Regions from separate parts of the Ovis aries genome. Here region 1 is linked to region 2. A link is a contact called in public Hi-C data. All regions are on one chromosome and are shown on one strand. Each heading gives the region's core, a stretch centred on a gene start, on an enhancer-like site or on the middle of the called end of the contact. The rest is flanking DNA. Distances are from core to core; before and after follow the strand shown. Region 1 holds the start of RNGTT (RNA guanylyltransferase and 5'-phosphatase). Region 2 holds the start of LOC101114365 (gamma-aminobutyric acid type A receptor subunit rho1).

Region 1 (3,309 bases), core at 396-2,895, 210 kb after region 2:
CTGAGTCTTATCTTTTCCTGTTAGCAGAGGACTGTTACTTTCACTAAAAGGTCTCAACAGATATAACAGCCAGACAGACCAAGGGTGCCAACTAATTCAGGCTCTCTCAAACATAGACAGCCCCTTTCTATGGGGAGAATTCTGATCATATTGAGAGGGCCCAGGCATTTGGGAGCTGAGCAGTCCCACAAGTTTCTCACCAGCACTTTAACATCAGATCCCCAACCTCCAGGATCTAATGCCTGATGATCTAAGGTGGAGTCGGTGTCATAATAATAGAAATAAAAGTGCACAATGAATGAAATGTGCTTGAATCATCCTGAAACCAACCCCCTCTCCCCAGCCTGGTTCGTGGAAAAACTGTCTCTCATGAAATTGGTCAAAAAGGTTGAGGACCAGTGCTTTAACACGCATTCCCTGCCCTGTCCCAAACCGCATTCTCTTGCAGTTCAAATACAGCACTGATATTTAAAACCAACCTGTTAACACTATAATTAACTTGCCGGCATCCAGCTTTATATTTAATACTTTAACTAAATTAGTCTGGTAGCCATAGAAAGTCTTATTACAGGACAGTTTATAAAATGAGCTCCCAATCGCCTGGAATTGGAAGATGCTTCCAATTTGGTAAGCCAAATTGAGAACACTGCCGCGTAGCGGTACTCCACTGAGCAATTCCTGCCTTTGCTAATTACACACATTAGTTGGTAACTTTCAGACTCCCAAATACACTATAAAACTGCTCCAGAAATGTAGAAACAAAACTCATAAAGCACGGTTTGGGGTTAATTTCAGATGCTTCATGGATCCCTAGAAACACATCCCCAAAGAGAAATCCCTCATTTCTGGTGCTCCAATCTCTCGCCCTTAGATTTTCTCTAAAGCTTGTTCCGCTAATCCAAGTCAGGAAGAACTTTTCAAATTCCCAATCAAATCCAGATCCTGCCGAAACGCCAAACTTGGCCGAAAAATGGGCGATCAGACTCTTGGGGTATGAAGGCAGCGGGAAAGCCCCTTTCGTCAGTAAAACAGATAGATGCCTTAACGAAATCTGCGGACCACTCTACGCCTGGAAAGAGGCTTGGTTTCATTCTCCAGGGTTTCCATCGGCTGTCGAGACAGAAATGTAAAGAACGGTAGTTCTGCGGTATCTCGTACTATGGCAGCAGCTGCTGCTGCTGCTAAGTCACTTCAGTCGTGTCCGACTCTGTGCGACCCCATAGACGGCAGCCCACCAGGCTCCTCCGTCCCTGGGATTCTCCAGGCAAGAACACTGGAGTGGGTTGCCATTTCCTTCTCCAATGCATGAAAGGGAAAAGTGAAAGTGAAGTCGCTCGGTCGTGTCTGACTCTTAGCGACCCCATGGACTGCAGCCTACCAGGCTCCTCCGTCCATGAGATTTTCCAGGCAAGAGTATCGGAGCAGGGTGCCTTCTCCCACTATAGCAGCCGAGCCTGTGCAAAGCCGCCCACAGAGCCCTCCGAGATCTGGGCGGGGCGGGGCGAGGGAAGACCCGCCCCTTCCATTCGCCTTGGCCTTAACTCCTTCCCATCCCTCCGCCAGCTTCTCTTTTTCACCTCTGACCTCGGAAAGAAGTGGGTGGGGCCTTTGGGGGCGGAAGTGGCGGTGCATTGTGGGCTCGTCTAGAGTTGAGCCTGAATGGAAGTGGCGCGCCGCCGCTGACATTACCGCGTCCGAGCGGCTAGGGTTCGGACGCCGTCCGGGATTCGGGTACCTCAGACCTCCGGTTCAGAGCGGACCGCGAGGAGGCGGCCGCTAGGCCGAGCGTTGGTGGAGGGGCGACTGTGCGCGGCCCCAAGACATGGCTCACAACAAGATCCCGCCGCGGTGGCTAAACTGTCCGCGGCGCGGCCAGCCGGTGGCAGGTAACCGGGACTGGGGTGTTCGAGTCCCCGCGCACGGGCGGGTCCGGGGGTGGGCTGAGGAGGTGCAGCTTTCGGTAGTGGTGTTTCAGGACCGAGATGCGCTTGGTCCGATGAAGCTTCGTGGATGAATATTTGGGAACCTGGACTGGAGGGAATAGGGGCACTTGTCATTCTTCAGTAAGGCTAAATGTTGCGAACAGGAAGGTAGATAGGCGGTTTCTGTGTGGCAGGAACTGAGGACACAAGAACTCGAGGGGCAGTACTTTGAAGCTTAGTCAAGAGTTTTGTAAACCTTTCAGGGTTCTCGGAAGGGTGTGGGTCTTGAGATGAAGGAGGGCTTAAGAGGAGGAAGGGCAGTTCCCAGTGGTGAAATTGATCCACACCGAGACTGGAGGTTTTTGTTTTGCTTAGTTTTAAAAAATCTTGTCTTTGTTTTTTTAAGAATGACTTTTGAGGACTTTTTCATCTTTGAGTTTGACCCAACAGACTTTAAATTTAAAGTGTACAGTTGGATAAATTTTGACTCCCGCATACCCCCTATGAAACACAAGAATGAAACACAGGATAGTGAACATAATCATCACCTCTTCAGGTTTCCTCCAGCCCTTGATAATCCCTCTCTCTGCAGGCAACCGGTGATCTGCTCTCTGTCACTATAGATTTAGTTTGCGTTTTGTATAATTTTTAAAATAAATGGAAACATACTCTCTTTCGGGGACTATCTCTGGCATCTTTCACTCAGCATTATTATTTTGAGATTTATATGTGTGCTTGTGTGTGTCATTAACTCATCCCTTATTACTGCCAAGTAGTAGTCTATTGTTACAGCTACACCAGTTTAAATTAGATTTGTTTATTCATTCATTCATTGATGGTCCTTTGGGTTTTCAGTTTCTGGCTGTTGCATACTAACTTACTATGAACATTCCTGTGCAGTTCTTTGTATGGGCATATGTTTTCTTTTCCCCTGTGTAAATCTTTAGGAGAGGGATGGATCATACAGTAGGTGTACATTTAACCTTTCAAAAAACTGCCAAACTCTTTTCAAAGTCCTAACATTTTGCATTCCTGCCTATCTGTATGAGGATTCTTCTTTGCTCCATATCCTAACACTTAATTTGGTCAGTCTTTTTAATATTACCCATTCTTTACCAACTGAGCTCTTAGGGTAGCCCCAATAGGGGCTTAGTACTGTCTTATTGTGGTTTGATGTTGAGCATCTTTTCATGTGCTTCTTGGCAGTTCACATATCTTCTTTTGCAAAATGTCCAAATCTTTTGCTGATTTTAAAAATATTTATTTTTATTTATTTGGCTGTGCAGGGTCTTAGTTGTAGCACTTGGGATCTACGATCTTTGTGTGACACTGGAGATCATAAGATGGGGCATGTGGAATCTTTAGCTGTGGTATGCAAACTCTTAGT
Region 2 (3,322 bases), core at 52-2,551:
CGCTATGGACTGTAGCCTGCCAGGCTCTTCTGTCCATAGGATTCTTCAGGCAAGAACACTGGAATGGGTTGCCATGCCCTCCTCCATGGGATCTTCTGAAGCATCAGTGAAGAACTATAGGGAAGCTCCTCTCTAAGCACATGTATGGCTGATGCATCCGCTCTCCCTGCCTCTCACGCATACACCTTCCTCACCTTTCTGTTATATCTCAAGTGTGAAGCAGACAGTCAGAGAGAAACGGGTCTTTCTAATGTACTGTGGTAATGTCTAGAGCTTCAGTTACAACTAAGCTCAGGGAGACTTGGAATGTTTCTGAGCCTGGAAATAGGAGTGAGTCCCCATCGTTGTTTATTTTGGGAGAGGGAGGAGCTCTCCGTTTCCCACCAACTCTGCCAATTGGGAGAGAAAGCAGTGGGGTCAGGAAACCTAGGACAATTCTCCTTGCGGTAGACTGTGGAGTCCCAAAGATTCCGCTCCCACCAGCTGCCCCACTTGTTTGCTGATTGCTCCCTGAGCTGTTCTCTCCAGAGGGCAAGCTGGCCTGTAATCCCCACCCTCTAGAGGAAGTTTAATTACTACACCCAAGAGGGCAGGACATGGTCTCCTTAGTGATTCATCACCTTAGTTGTTTTCCCAGGCGCATGAAGGATTTGCACCAGTCACCCCCATTCTCACAACAATAGTGCCTTGTTTTGAGATATCTTGCTGGCTGAGGGGATGTAAATGTGACCACAGGGGAGAGGAGAGGTTCTTCTGAGTTTGAATATTTTTAAAAAATCTAGTCATAGGCTAATATTAGAACATATATATATATATATATAACACACAAGAACAATATCACAGTGTCATCAGATAGGTGGAGTTTACTGTTCTGGAGCATCTTTCTTAACTAAAGAAAAAAGACTACATTTAAAAACAACATTGTAAATTAACAATGGGTCCCTAAATGAGTCAGTAATCTGGACTGCTTGATTCAAGATACTGCTCACCTTACTGTTGTAGTGTCCAAGAACAAAGGAATCTTTTATTTTCTACCACATTATGCTGCTCTTGTCTATTGAATGTTAGTCAATAGTCTGTATGAATTGTTGTTGTTCAGCTCCTCAGTTGTGTCTGACTCTTTGCACCCCATGGACTGCAGCACTCCAGGCTTCCCTGTCCTTCACCGTCTCCCAGAGTTTGCTCAGACTCATGTCCATCGAGTCAGTGATGCCACCCAATCATCTTGTCTGCATGAACATGGGCATCTAAATAGTTGGCGTGCTTGTTACTGAGTCCAGGCTCGCGCTGCTTGCCTCAAGATGGGCCAGAGAATCCAAGACAAAGTGTTGGGACGAGGAAGGGACTTTATTCAGGACTCAGCTGACCAAGAAGATGGCAGGGTAGCGCCTCAAAAGCACCATCTTATTGGGGCCTGGTTGCCAGGTTCTTTTATGGATCAGAGATGGTGGGAGGGGGGAGGTAAGGAATCACAGTGAAAGGACTATTTAGTCCTTGCAAAGGTACCCTAGAATGGCAAACCTCAGGCAGGGGAATGTGTTAGTTTCACTTCCTTGCCGTCCTTTGAAAGTGGGCAGCTCAGGCCATCTCCCCGAGGCAGGCCATTATGTTTACCTGCAATAACAAAGGGGCTTCCTTCCTGGCTTAGTCAGTAAAGAATCTGCCAGCAGTGCAGGAGACTTCCTGCAGTATAGGAGACCAGGGTTCGCTCCCTGGGTCGGGAAGTTCCCCTGGAGAAGGAAATGGCAACCCACTCCAGTACTCTTGCCTGGAAAATTCCATGGACAGAGGAGCCTGGTGGGCTACAGTCCGTGGAGTCAAAAAGAGTCGGACACGACTGAGCAACTGAACCACCACCACAATAACAAAAGCAGCAAAATGAGGTTAAAGGTACAGAAGCAGATCCAGCATAAATTCAAAATTAGCCCTTCCCAATTATATGCCTGGTCATATCTGTATTTCTGGGAAAGTTGCTTTTTTTTACTGTAAAGATTTTTATGATGTTGACCATTTTAAGTCTTTTATTGAATTTATTACAATATTGCTTTTGTTTTCTGTTTTGTTTTTTTTGGCCAGGAGGCATGTGGGATCTTAGCTCCCCAACCAGGGATCAAACCTGTGCCTCTTGCAGTGGTGTTATGCCCAAGTTGCGAAATCTCCCAATGACCACCAGGGAGCTGATATCCGATGCAAAAGCAAGAGAGTTTTTATTACCAAGCTCGAGCTGGGGCTCCCACTGATACTGACACAGCGGCTGTAGGGAAGAGCCCTAAGCTCTGGGTTACATTGCTTATATAGGGTATTCTCGCGCGAAAAATTCGAAAAACGGGAGTCTCTGGGTCTGATTGGTCACCTTCTGGTGAAGGGTTAGGTGGTGAGTTCTGATTGGTTCTCGTTTCCCAGGCTGGCCACGGGTGCTGATTGGTTCCCATTTCCCGGGCTTGATTAGAATTTCCCAGGCTGGCCAAGGGTTCTGATTGGTTCATAGGTGGTGGGGTGAGGTCAGGGGATTTCCAAAGGCTCTTTTCCTAGAACCTTACAAAATGGAGTAGCTTAGATTCTTCAGTGGAAGGTGAAGTCTTAACCACTGGACCTCCAGGGAAGTCACTTCCCTTTTAATCATAACTGTATAACCACCTACAGCTGACAGCTTTTATTGAGATATGATTTACTTGCAGTAAAATGCACAGACTTTAAGTATCCAGTTCAATGAGTTTTAAAGTATTTCTGCTTAACCTGTTTTCCTATTAAGAGACGGAACATTTCTGACACTTCATGAAGCCCCTACGTGCTGCATTTCTAATGATTCCTTGTGTTCACCTCCCCCTGACCTGACATCCAATATTCTTAGTTCTATCACATTAAATTTGTTCTGTCATTTCTAAAGCTTCGTATAAGTGGAGTTATAAGGTAGGTTCCCTTCTATGTCTGGCTTTTCTCACTCAATGTAGCATTCCTGAGATGAATTCATGTCATTACATGTATCTGTAGTTCATTCCTATTTGCTGCTGAGAAGTAGCCTCTTGTTTGAATAAACCATGATTTCTTCTTCCATTCTCATGTGGTAGACATTTGGATTATTTCTGGTTTGGAAAAATAAAGCTTCTTATAATAATGATGGTAAACAAATAGTGACTTTGTAACTCATAAACAAAGAAACTAGCAAGTGTGTGTGTGAGTGTGTGCCTGACATCGCACGGAAACATGTTCATTGAAAAGTTCCTGGATTAGGGAATTCCCTGGCAGTCCAGTGGTTATGACTTCTGTTGCAGTGAGAAGGAAAAAAGAAAAGAGTGAGTTTTTTTTTTTTTTCATTTCCCTT

The links. Hi-C and Micro-C count contacts between places; a contact is called where the count stands out from the background.
Region 1: a Hi-C map of skin fibroblasts shows a contact between it and region 2, with 2.1 times the contacts expected there. The contact joins the promoter of RNGTT here to the promoter of LOC101114365 in region 2. A contact is called at or near these places in 7 of 16 Hi-C or Micro-C datasets (blood, liver, muscle and 4 more).

Annotation. Positions count from the first base shown.
Region 1 is chr8:48,473,136-48,476,444 of ARS-UI_Ramb_v3.0, forward strand. RNGTT (RNA guanylyltransferase and 5'-phosphatase) reads left to right here and starts at 1,646. Exons shown (of 16, transcript XM_027972440.3): 1 at 1,646-1,886. The coding sequence starts at 1,823.
Region 2 is chr8:48,265,244-48,268,565 of ARS-UI_Ramb_v3.0, forward strand. It overlaps LOC101114365 (gamma-aminobutyric acid type A receptor subunit rho1), which reads left to right and starts at 1,302. Exons shown (of 10, transcript XM_027972716.3): 1 at 1,302-1,382. The coding sequence starts at 1,302.